Linked DNA regions of Pelodiscus sinensis: region 1 is linked to region 2. Evidence: chromatin contacts called from public Hi-C data. All regions are on one chromosome and are shown on one strand. The core of a region is the stretch at or near the end of the contact, and the rest is flanking DNA. Distances in the headings are between cores, read along the strand shown. Region 1 holds the start of SMC5 (structural maintenance of chromosomes 5). Region 2 holds the start of CFAP95 (cilia and flagella associated protein 95).

The links. A called contact is a pair of places that touch in the nucleus more often than the background predicts.
Region 1: a Hi-C map of blood shows a contact between it and region 2, with 5 times the contacts expected there. The contact joins the promoter of SMC5 here to the promoter of CFAP95 in region 2. A contact is called at or near these places in 3 of 5 Hi-C or Micro-C datasets (blood, liver and an unstated tissue).

The regions. Positions count from the first base shown.
Region 1 is chr6:32,821,969-32,828,063 of ASM4963464v1, forward strand. SMC5 (structural maintenance of chromosomes 5) reads left to right here and starts at 3,032. Exons shown (of 24, transcript XM_075931701.1): 1 at 3,032-3,403. The coding sequence starts at 3,228.
Region 2 is chr6:32,604,306-32,610,505 of ASM4963464v1, forward strand. It overlaps CFAP95 (cilia and flagella associated protein 95), which reads left to right and starts at 2,998. Exons shown (of 6, transcript XM_006137840.3): 1 at 2,998-3,896. The coding sequence starts at 3,610.

The DNA of each region.
Region 1 (6,095 bases), core at 1,782-4,281, 220 kb after region 2:
GCTCTCTATCAGTAAGTATATACTGCAAAAAAAGAACTGCAGTAGTGAGTCTCAGAGCATGGATCAAATGACTCAAGCTTGGGGAGCTTGCACTATGAGGCTAAATATTGCAGTGTAAATATTCAGATTGAGAATGGTGTCCAGACTCTTGAAACCTGGTGAGAGGGGTGGGTCTCAGAGCCTGGGCCCAAGCCCAAACCCAAATGTCTTGTACGCTGCTGCTGTTACCCAATAGCATAAGACTGACTTGGTTTACTCAGGCTCTCTGACTTACAGCTGCAGTGGTTTTATTTTTGCTGGGTAGACTTCTGCCTCCAATCAGCTGGCTTTTGATGTCTTTTTTTTCCCCTAAACATTGGCGGCACAATCAAAGGATTTGTTCAATACAATACATACATAAAACAAAAATCTTAAGATGTGTCATTTAGCTAATATTTCCTGAAATACAGCACATCTCCTGGGGATTATTGATTAGCTGTGAAGGACTGATGTCCTGATAGTGGAAGGTCATCAATCCCAGCTGGCTACCACTCCCTGGGAAATGCCTCCACACTAAAATCATCTTTGATTTTAGAAACAGGAAATGGAAACAATAAAAAAGGGAATGTTGATGTAGTTTTCAGTTGTTCTGAATTAGGCAATGTTAGAGAGTTAATGATATGTACATCAGCTATATTGCTAACTCGTCACTTGCCATCCATCTCAGTTTATATACAAATTCAAATCATGTAACAGGGAAATACTGTGAAAATAAGATGGTTATAATCAATGGGCTCTGCATTTCTGGATACTTCAGAATAATCTTTGAGAACCTTGTTTTATACATGAAGTAAAATGCAAAATCTCTTCAAAATACATATATATGATGTTACATGCTGATCTCTGTTTCAGCAGTGTAGGTCTGATCTTTTAATTGGATTAAATTAGATCAGTGAATGGCTAAAAGTCAAAAGTCCTCGGAGATAAAGATACATGCTTACAACTGAGAGAAGAATTTAACAATGCATGCTTATGAATGCATGCATTAATGTAGACAACCCCCTTGGTATCAGGTTTATATGGGTACAATTGGGGGCAGAACTTGTCCCCTAGAGAGAGAGACACTATTCTGAGGGCAGGAAGAAACATCATTTCTCCCGTCACCAGGACATGATAGATGTTTCTGCTTCTTTGCACTGTACCAGTTGGTTTCAACCTGCACTCCGCAGACTTATGTCTAAGAGGTCCATGGAACAGTGGAGAGTCCACAGACTACGTTTTAAGATTTAGATAGGGGTCCACACCTGCATTTGAAATTGTTTAAGGTACACAAATGAAAAAATGTTGAAAACCATTGCACTAGACAGAAGAATGAAAGGGGGGAAAAGGTGGTTGTAAGCCACTTTGTGCCTCTTGAATTCACTGCTTCAGGGCAACACATGACCCTTTAATGACCATGGACAACAAACTGTATTGCATAAAACAGGCATTATCCTAAGAGCAGGACAGATCTTTCCATTGTCCCTTTGTTGTTGGTAATACTGTCTTCTTTATTTTGCTGTTTATATGTGTGTGTTCTATTAGTTCATCTTTTTGCATATTTTTATTACTTAAAAGGGACAAATTCTTACCAGTTATACTGGTTTCAATCCAGAGTAACTACATTGAGTTTAATCGTTCATTTGGATTTCCATTAGTGTAAATTAGACCAGATTCTGACTCAGTATTAGATTAATCCTGGTTTAACATAAGGGCCTGATTTATCACTTTGTTACTCCAGTGTTGCTTTCATGTAGCTCCTTAATCTAGTTGCCCTGTTCTTAAAGGCTGGAAGCTGTATTGGTGGCTGAGATGATGTCACTTTCGCTGTAAGGAAAGGAACTTGCAGAAACCTTAGTGCCATTGGTGGAAGTCCTGCCAGTTCCAATTGTTATGGGATAATATACTTACCCACTCTTAACATGAATCCGGTTAGGATCCTCCTCAAAAGGAGGGGAAAGGGATGCTAAATAACCAATGACTTTTAGGAACAATGTCTCTGGCTAATTATCCATTCAATCAATCAGCTTCCCTTTTGAAGGCTATTTCTGCCCCAGTTCATTGGTTGATTGCAAATAGCTAAAACATGCATGTTCTGGAAGGTTTTTTTTTAATACTTCTGTATATCCGGTATATGTCTTTAAAATTCTTTCTCTGTGTAAGAATTCCTAGATTATGCTGCCATCTGGTGGAAAGACAACATCACAATCCTTAGTTTGAAATCACTTTAATACATTTTTTGTAACAAAAGCTTTTATGCTTCCCAACTTCAAATATCAGGGAAGGGATCAGTGATTTAAAAATGACACACTTAGCCATATTAAAAGTATAAATGATTTTGGTGTCAGCAAATAGGAAGATACTAGCTATTACCCTGTCCCCTGCCAGAAACATTTCATCTTGTTTGTCTTTGAAGTGCTGCATAGTCCTGTCTTTTGTTTATGCTCCAATACATCTGTTTAGTCTACAAGGTGCCACTTTAATACAGAAACCCAGTGTTGGGGATGGGCCCAGGCGGTCTCAGGGTTCCCCCTTGGCCCTGGGAGAAGGCAGCGGGTGGAATGAACAAGTCTCCTCCTTTCCCTACCTCCCGAAATGCTGAGCCTGCCACCCCAAACAAGAGAGTAGCTCTCAAAACGTGGGAGGGGCAGTGAGCGCTAGAGAACTACGTCTCCCAGCATGCAAAGCTCAGCTACTGATAGGGAACGCGACGGCCCACTTGCCGCGCTGCATGCTGGGCGGTGTAGTTTGATGTGGCTGCATTACACGTGAAGGCAGAATCCCGATGTCAGTAACTAGCCCTGTAAGGCGGGGGGAGGGGAAGAATACGCCTCTGCGATTCCATTTCATGCAAATAAGGCGCCCACCACCCCAGCCAGATCGCCATGTAAATCCCTATGGGAGAAGCTCTATCGGAGAGCCCACAGCAACAACACAGGCCGCCCGTCGGTCTCGCGAGACCCGCTGGCAAACAGCCCTGTCGCTGAACGGACAGTACCAAATTGGCCCCGCCGTTCCACCTCTCAGCCTATGAGCTTTCGACGTCGCGCCTGGGGGTTCCACGAGCCAATGGCCTCCTCCTCCCCTCGCAGGCCGCGCCGTCTAACCAATGGGAGTAGGGCGCGCGGCTCGGGCCCGTTTTCATCTTCACGGCGCGCGCCCCACGCCGCCGGGATGGTGGGCGGTGCTTTAGCCTGGTGCGAAGGAAGATGGCGGCCCCGGGCAAACGGAAACTCGGGGCCGTCACTGGCGGGCCGAGCGGGAGCGGCGCCGGGTGCAGTAAGCGCGGCTCGGGGGCTGCCAGGCCAGAGGGGAGCGGCCTGGGGCAGCCGCCGTCGCCCTTCGTGGAGGGCTCTGTAGTCAGGGTCACCATGGAGAACTTCCTGTGAGTGCGGGGCAGCAAGAGCCGCGGGGGGAGGGCGTGGCTCGTGCCAGGGGGCTACCGCGAGTCCCTGGCCGCTGGGCTCCGCCAGGCCGTGAGGAGGAGCGTGTGGAGTATGTGGCGCTCGGGGGGGGGGACCTAGCTCCGGGAGTCAGGGGATCGGCCCCGGTTCCTGGAGCTGGGTTGTGCCAGGGGCTGATGAAACTGCACGGAAGGGCCGTCCTACCCCTACTATCCTCTCCCACAGTGAGAGGGAGCCGGCTCCCAGTCCGCCCCCTCCTCCCACCCCCTGACAGGTGGCAGGACTGTTGGGTGGTGCCTGTGCTGGGCCAGTGTGGCTGATGTGGCTCCTGACCCCCCTCCCCTCCATCCAGTGATCATGGTAGCCAGTTCACAGGCCTTTTGTAAGATGTGGGCAGGGTGTGTGTCACTGGCGCAGGGTGTGTGTCACTGGCGCAGGGTGTGTGTCACTGGCGGTACCTTTAGTGTTGGACAGCACCACTGCACACAGCTTGGGCAAGGTGCTGTGTGTTGGCTAGCGCGTTCTTCTCATGCCTTATTTGGAACTGTGTTCCCCATCCCCAGAAAAAAAATAGTCGTAGCCTTATGGCTGGGGACAAGCAACCTGGATGTTTGCTGAACTCTGCAGACAGGCTGGGAAAGGACTGTGTTTGGAGTTGTGGGCTGGGCTTATTTATCACAATAAGTAAACACCAAGGCCTGTCTATGCTAGGAGATTAGGCTGAATTTTACTGCATAAGGTCAATTTTTCTAAAAAATGAGTCCACGTTATCAAGCCTAAGCTGATCTGTAATCGTTATGGTAACAGATAAGCTAATGCTTCTTGTATAACTATTTAAGCAGTTAAGCTATTACATTCCTAGTGTAGATCCAGCATGGAGGAAGTCAAGGTTTTTGTCCTCCAGGAGGCAACTCAGTGCCATGCTCTCGCCAGAAATTGTGCCTCTACTGATCTTCAAGTGAACAGGAAAAGACCTGGGAAAGTTTGAATTTTCATTTCCTATGTGGCCAGCGTTGTGAGCACACCTCATAGTAATCCGCATACCTGGTCATGATTCCCATAAATTCGAATTCCCAGGGTGCCAGTTCCCAGAGGTGCAAAAGACCACAAGCATAGAGTGTGCAGGAGATCTTGGACCTCATTGAGGCATAGGGTGAAGAATCCATTTTGTCTGATTTCTGAAACAGCAAAAGAAACACTGATAACCATGCTAAGATAGCATGGTGCCTGGTGGAGAGAAAATACTCCAGGGACTCCTAACAGTGCAGAGTTAAAATAAAGGAGCTGAGGCAGTCCTATTACAAAATAAGAAGCAAATGGACTCTGGTGCATGGCTGTAAAAATGCTGCTTTTACAAATTGCTGCATGTTATCCTACGGGGGGACTCGACCCACTTCCCAGGCCAGATTGTGGAATCCTCCCAAGACACACGGGGCAACAGAGTGGAGGATAGGGAGGTGGTGGAAGAGGACGAGGAGGACAAGGAGAACAGCCAGCTTGTGAGTGGTGAGCGCCGCCTACTTTTCATCACTTTGGAGCCAATTCCCTCCTCCCAGAACATCTCACAATCAAGCAATAATTCTGGGGAGGACACTTCTGGTGAGTTCACAATTTTTTTTCCTTGGATGTGATGCATAAACTGTGCTACATGCAAGATGGGGGCACAGAACAGCTTGTTAATATATCTGGAGATGGAGAAGGAATCCTCCCTGCATATCTCCATGAAGCTCTCATAGAGGAACTCTGATCCCTCTCACAGTGTTTCTGGGGAGACCAGCCTTATTCCATCATCCATGGTAGGACTCCTTCCCATGCTAAGTCAGCAGTAAGTGGTCTGGTGTCACTGCAGCACAAAGCCTGGCAGCATAAGGCCCAGGTTTCTGGCCACCTTCAGTCAACATCAGCTCCCTATCACTCTGTGTGAATTGGAGAAGACTGATATCTCGCATGACAACTTGGATGAAGGAGCGGGAGAAGCTTTTAGCTGCTGCCTCTGCTGCTAGCATGGCTTCAGACTCTGCTATCCTCCTACCCCTCAGGCTCCTGCAAGATGGGAGAATAGCGTTCTCCCAAGAAGCAGGTTGTAGTGAATGCAGAGGAGGAAAGCCACGTGAGTCACTGTCCTGCCCCAGCGTCCTCCCCCCCGCCCGCAGGATCATGCCCTGGCAGGCCCCTTACCATGCTTGCCTCCAGATTGTGAGTCCAGAGGCTCTCTTGAGAACCCTGTTGTGTACCTGCTTTACAGTGTCTGCTTTAAAGCATGACTTTGGCCTTGCAAAAGCTTATAGGTTAATTCTTTAGACCAGTGTTTCCTGATTTTATTTGGCCATGGAACTCTTTTCAGCTTAAAATATTTTCAAGGAACCCCTACTGGGACCTACTACCCCTGCTATGGGTATGCATTTAAAATGTATTAGGAGCCAGGTGGACTGGCAGCCTCCTAAGTTCCGGTTCACACTGGCCCTATTCTCGGGGACTATAGAATAGTTGACTAACTGATAAGAATTCCTGAAGTTAATTGACTATTCAATTAACTGATATTGAACATCCCTACCTTGCACATTTTCATTGTCGTTAGAGAGATCTTCACTGTATATTTATAGATTAGGTTTTAGACTCCACAATGCATCTCCTGTAATGTGTGTCCTTGTAACTTTGTTACAGTGGGAACAG
Region 2 (6,200 bases), core at 1,748-4,247:
TCACAATACTGCAGAGCAGTACAGGATTCATGCTTTCTGACAAATATCAAATGCACAGTTTACTGCAGCGGTAGGGAATTTTGGGGGGTTAGGAACCACTGACCTGGGAGCCATTGGGGGAAGGGACCAGCTCCAGGCTGCTGATGACCTCCTGGCTGGCAAGCATGGTGTCCAGGCTGACTTGTTCCTCCTCTTAGACAGCTCCACCCTTGCTGAGGCTGATGATGGGTGTGTCCTGCCCGGAGTTGATGACACGGGGGTGTGTGTGACTGGCCCCCCTCCCAAGATGGCATCCAGCTGCTCGTAAAAGCAGCAGCTCTGGGGTGCCATCCCAGAGTGGGAATTTTGTTCCCTTGCCTTCATGTAGGCCTGCCACAGTTCCTTAATTTTCATGTGTGCCTGGTATGGGATGCAGCTGTGCCCCTTCTGGGCCACGCTGGTGGCCATCTGACCATTGACACTGGTGTTTTGCCATCTGGTTCAGAGATCCTTGAGGTTTGACACCTTGCCCCAGACCTCAATGGGATCCAGGATCTCTGCACCAGTCCAGGCTGGTGCTGTCTTTTGCCCCTGGCTTCTGAGGTAGCAGCAGGTGTACTTGCAGCCATGGGGGGCTTGGAGGGAGCACGAGTGTCTGCTGTGGTTCCAAGAAAGCGTGCTGCATAGTGTGATGCCATCAGCCATTTTCCTTCTGCCTGCACCTTTAAAGAATGCAGGAGAAGGGAAGCATTATAGTTGTCAGGGCTGTGGCCAGAGCAGCCACCAGGGCAGCTGTGAGAGGCCTCCGGAGGCCAATTATTTCAAAATAACAACAGCTGAGCGTCCACACTAACCCTATTTTGAAATAACAGTTTTGAAATAGGCATTATTCCTCATCAGAAGTGGGAGTTATTTCAAAATAACAAGCCCATTATTTCAAAATAATTTTGAAATAATGGACTTTTTGTATGGATGCTCATCTTATTTCAAAACAAGGGGAGTTATTTTGAAATAACTCTCTCGTGCAGATGTGCCCTGAAAGAGCTACCTACAGTGCACCTCTCTCTGTTTCTTCAGGAGCACCTACTAATGACAATGCTTTCTCAGAGCATTGTGTGGTTGTGCAATAGTGGTAGATAAATGTCAATGTAACTTAAGTCAACTTAACTGTGCATTGTAGACATAGCATTATAGTAGTGGTTCTCAAATTATGGGTTGGGACCCTGTAATGGTCACAATCCTATTTTAATGGGTCACCAGGGCTGCCATTAGACTTACTGGGGGCTAAAGCTGAAGCTTGAGGTCTTCATCCATGAATGGCAGGACTCAGGCTTCAGCTTCTACCCTGGGGGGGGGGGGGTAGGCTCTGGTTACAAGCCTTCCACCCAGGGCTGAAGCCCTTGAGCTTTGGCTTCACCCTTATCTACCCCTGCCTAACAGGGGGTGGGACTTGGGCAGGCTCAGGTTTCACTACCTCCTGGGGTATATGTAGTAATTTTTGTTGTCAGAAGGGATTAGGGCGCAATGAAGACAGAACACCAACATCAATTAAAGGCCTAATTGTAATTTGTAAAGAGGAGTAAATGGCCAGCTGACTTGAATCATCCATAAATATTTACATACATACTGAAAAGGAAGAAGTAAATGGCAGTTTAAATGCACGCTTTTCAGTGGTTCAATGGAGCAAACTAAAAGTTAATTAACTTATTCTGCAACATGTTTAAATATTTCATTCACTCCGAAAAGTGAATTAAAATGGAAGTATCTTACTCAACAGATATCTGCTCTTTGAATGTATTCAGGATTTTATTTGATCACTTTAATGATAAAAAGTAAGGATCCACTACATTTTATTCCCATTATTCCAGCTGAGCCAAAATAGTTAAGAGGATGAAAGACTTTGAAATGGTGTCTCTTCCTTCTTGACAATAGAATTCTGTGCCAAGTTCCAGTCTGTTACACCAATGCTATCCTATTAGTGACAATGTAGCTAGTTTAGCTATGAAATCAATGGAGTTGCACAGGTGTTGCTGTTGCCATATTTTGGCCTGTAGAATCCTCATTACAGGTTCTGATGCTCAAGTGGCAGAGTGACTCTCATATGCAGGGCCAATACTTAGAAAATAAAACATACTTTTTTTTAAAGCTTGTAAAATGAACATATTTAACGTAGAAATAATGGAGACAAAATAGAGATGGATCCCCGTAATGCCACTTTTTACCAAGTCACTTCTCAGAATAAAGCCATACTTTATATACAGAAGGAAATAAGAACAAAGCAGCTTATTTCTAAAGACTTGGACAATTTATAGTTTAAAAAAACTGCAAAAAAAAGTACAATAAGTGCAGTAATAGTGCAAACAGAAATAACATATTGGTAGTCAAGGGTTACCATTTTAACATCGGAATCCTGTTGTGTCAATTAATATTTATATTCTGCTGTGAATGAGTTATCAGATTTATTACAAGGAGGACTTATGGGCATAGACAGTAAATTAAAGTATATATACTACTTTGGATTTATTTGCTGGAAGTAACTTTAAACCATGGGATGAGCTAAAATTGTAATCACAATACTTATACATTTACTTGTCCAAAGAGAGTGAAGATTTAAAATATCAATAAAAAATCCTAAAGCATTTATACTACTTGTGCAAATCATGCCCAATCCTGTAAACCTCTTGGCTACATCTACACTGCAGGCTTCTTGCACAAGAGATGTGCTTTTGCACAAAAGCGTCCATGGCAGTGTAGATGATTTCTTGTGCAAGAAAGTTCTGATGGCCATTTTAGCCATAGGGGTTTCTTGCGCAAGAAACCCTGTTGCCCGTCCACATTGCCTTCCTCTGTTCCAACACTTTCTTGTAAATTTACTTGTGCAAGAACATGCGTGCAGTGTAGATGCTCTGCAAGTTTTTGTGCAAGAACAGCCGTCCTTGCACAAGAAGCCTGCAGTGTAGATATAGCCTTATGGTGAAATCCTGGCCCCACTGAGCTCAGTGGGAGTTTTGCCATTGATCTTAATGAGACCACGATTTCACCTTTAGCTTGTAAAGCTGTCTGTATAGCTGGATAGTTTTTTTGGTGATCACAGGAGGGGCAAAAACAAAATGATGTGTTTATCACTGAGTGTGCAAAATTCTCTGAATACCCACCCTGCTTGGCTGGTCTCCAGAACAGGTATACTGCTAATTTAGATTATAGCTCTTTGGGGCAGGAGCTGTTGCCACAGGAATTAGTGAGTGTACAGATCTATGCCTGGGTCTCCTGACTGCTACCAGATTACACAGGTAATGATGAGAAATAGCTGTGTAGTGCTACAGGGAGCTGGAAGCCATCACAACACAATTTGCGTGTCTCTCTGGCCTCCAGGCTAGGCAGACAGGAGAGGTTAGGCAGTGAAGGGCGGTGGGAAATGGGAGAGGAAGGTGCAACTCCCCTTAAAGTGAAGTCACGTTTTGGCTTAACAGGCATCCATCTTTGCTGGACTACATTTCCCATCACACAATGCTCCGCATTGAGCCGTTGTTCGCACGGGTCAAAGCGTAGCCTTGCATTCTGGGTAATGTAGTCCTGTGCGGGACAGCCCGCTAGAACTCTCAGGACATAGCGATAGAGCCCGCGCGGAAAATGCTTGTTGCTCCGCCCCCGCTTCCTCGCAGCGTCTCTCGTTACCAAGGCGACGAGGCAGCGCCTGCGTGGGAATGTCTCCCTGTAGCAAGGGCTAGAGGCGGGCATCTGTTCGGGACTGTTTCCGTGCGGGGGGGAGGGTCCGGACGGTGCAGTAAGTCCCGCAGCCCCAGAGGGGGACACCTGAGAATGGACATGGGCCCACCCGACGTGCTGGAGCGCAAGGGGACCTTAACGCTGCGCTCGCGTGGCTTGCACTATGGGAGACCCACCCTCGTGTACCGCTGGTAAGGGGCCCCCACTGTCGCCCCCTTGGGTCTGTGAACATACGTGGTGCTCGGCAAAAGGCCTTGGGGAGGGGGGAGAGACATCCGCTGCTCCCTTGTGTACTGCACACCTCCCAGATTATGTTGCACAATAATCTATACTGGTAGGACCCCCTTGCAAAAAGTCACTACTCGGGCTTTTTAGATTATGATGCGCTTTGTGAGGAGCTTTTGGCCTGGTCTGCCCCCAGATGTTGTGGGGCACTTGGGTTAGGGGTGTGTTTTGGCTCAAATAGTTGCCACTGTAAAGACCTTGAGGGTGGAGGCAGTTATACTGGCATAAAGGAACCTTAAAGATACAACAGTCTCCCTGTAAATGTATCTTGTAACGGGTATGTATGCACGTTTAAACATATAGAAATCTCAGTGGGGTAACCGTGATAGTCTGTAACTTTAACAAAAACGAGTAGTCCTGTGGCTCATCTGAAGAAGTGGGTTTTGCCCATGAAATCTCATGATATACATATTTGTTAGTCTCTAAGGTGCCACAGGAATATTCATTTTTAAACTTATAGAATTACAATTCTTGGTGTTGCTAGAAGGAGGTCTGTAATGCCTATCTGAAATGAGACACCGTGATGGACTAGGAAATAAACATGTGCTACCTTCTTGTATATGAACATTGGCATGTGTGCTGGATTGGGCAGAGGGTAGTAACTATTTAAATAGTATGGTAATTGATACAGTATTTTGAACTTGGGTAGCTTATTGGCTAGCAAGTAGTACTGTCAACACTGTGGCTGCGTCTAGACTGGCAAGTTTTTCCACAAAAGACCCTTGACTATTTGCTTCCCCCCCTTACTGTCTCTCTTAGAGGCAGCAAGGCAGGACAGCAGGAACCAGTGCTGGGGAGACCCAGCTTAAAAGCCAGTTCCCCTCAGCACCATCTCTGGGGGACACAGGGGAGTAGCGGGGACCAGGCACGAGCCAGAAATCAGCTAATTCCGGCTCGCGTCCAGTCCCAGACACTGTGCCTCTGGTTTTTAAATGTATTAATAAGTATTAAATGTTATTAAATGTATTAAGAGCCGACTCTTAATACATTTAAAAGGCTCCCCCGCTTATCAACTAATTGGCAAGCTGATTAAACTAAATTTAACATCCCTAGTTTGCTGCTTCCCACAGCTTCGCTTGGCTGCAAATGGTGAACTGGAGCCAATGGGAGCCTTGAGGCTCCGTGGCTGTGGCACTGGTAAGTAAACAAACTGGAGCAGCTAGTTATCATGTTTCTCAAAGTGATTTTGCAGATCACTTTGAGAAACACTGTTTTAGATCAGTGTTTTTCAACCTTTTTTAATTAAAAACATTTCAAACAGAAGTTCAGACCTCTTTTGGAAATTTTAGACAAGGTCTGTGGGCAGGGCGAGTGGGCGGGCGAGTGGGGCGGCTTCCCCAGGCCCCGCGCTGCAATAGGCCCCGCGCCGAGCCACCGTGCGGGGCCCAAACAGCCGCTTGAACCACTTGCTCCTGCACGGTGGCCCGGCTGAGCGGTGCAGAACTCAGCAGAGCGCCGTGGCGGGAGGCGAAGTGCCGGGACAGAGGCTCCAGGTCCTGCCCCCTGGCCATGTACGTCACCACCCCGCCTCCCTTCACCTACCGCCATGGTGCTCGGCTGAGTTCTGTGCCGCTCAGCCGGTCCACTGTACGGGAGCAAGCGGCGCAAATGGCCGTTTGGGCTCCGCAAGTGAGAGGCAGGAGGGGGAGGACTAAGGAGAAGAGAAAGAGAGAGTGAGGCAGGAGGGGGAGGAGACTTAAATACAAATGAAAATTTTTAATTATTAATACAGAATTTTGTTTAAGAATGACTTACAATATAATTAAAATAAAAATTATCCAACTAAATTAAGTTTCTATCAAATTTACCCAGTTCACATTTAGTATGAAAATAGCCTTCAATTTGCACATTTGACGCCTTTTTTCTATTTTTTCTTCAAAGAGGGGCAAAATTGTGCTGGCCTGGGCCCCGCAAAACTCTCATCTGCTCCTGCCTGCTCACATCTCCTGACCACAGATTGAAAGCCAGTATTTTATGGTAATGAGAACGACAAGCTTTCATATACCCCTTAGGCCAGTGGACTCCAACCTTTTTATACCCAAGATCACTTTTTAAATGATAGACCAAGCCAAGATCTACTACCCCGCCCCTTCCTTGAAGCCCCGCCCCCTCTATTCTCCTCCTCTCCATCACTTGCTATCCCCAATCCTTATACTGCTACTTTAAAAAACAATTCCCACCATTCCTCGCAGCTACTCACCTGTGCTGTT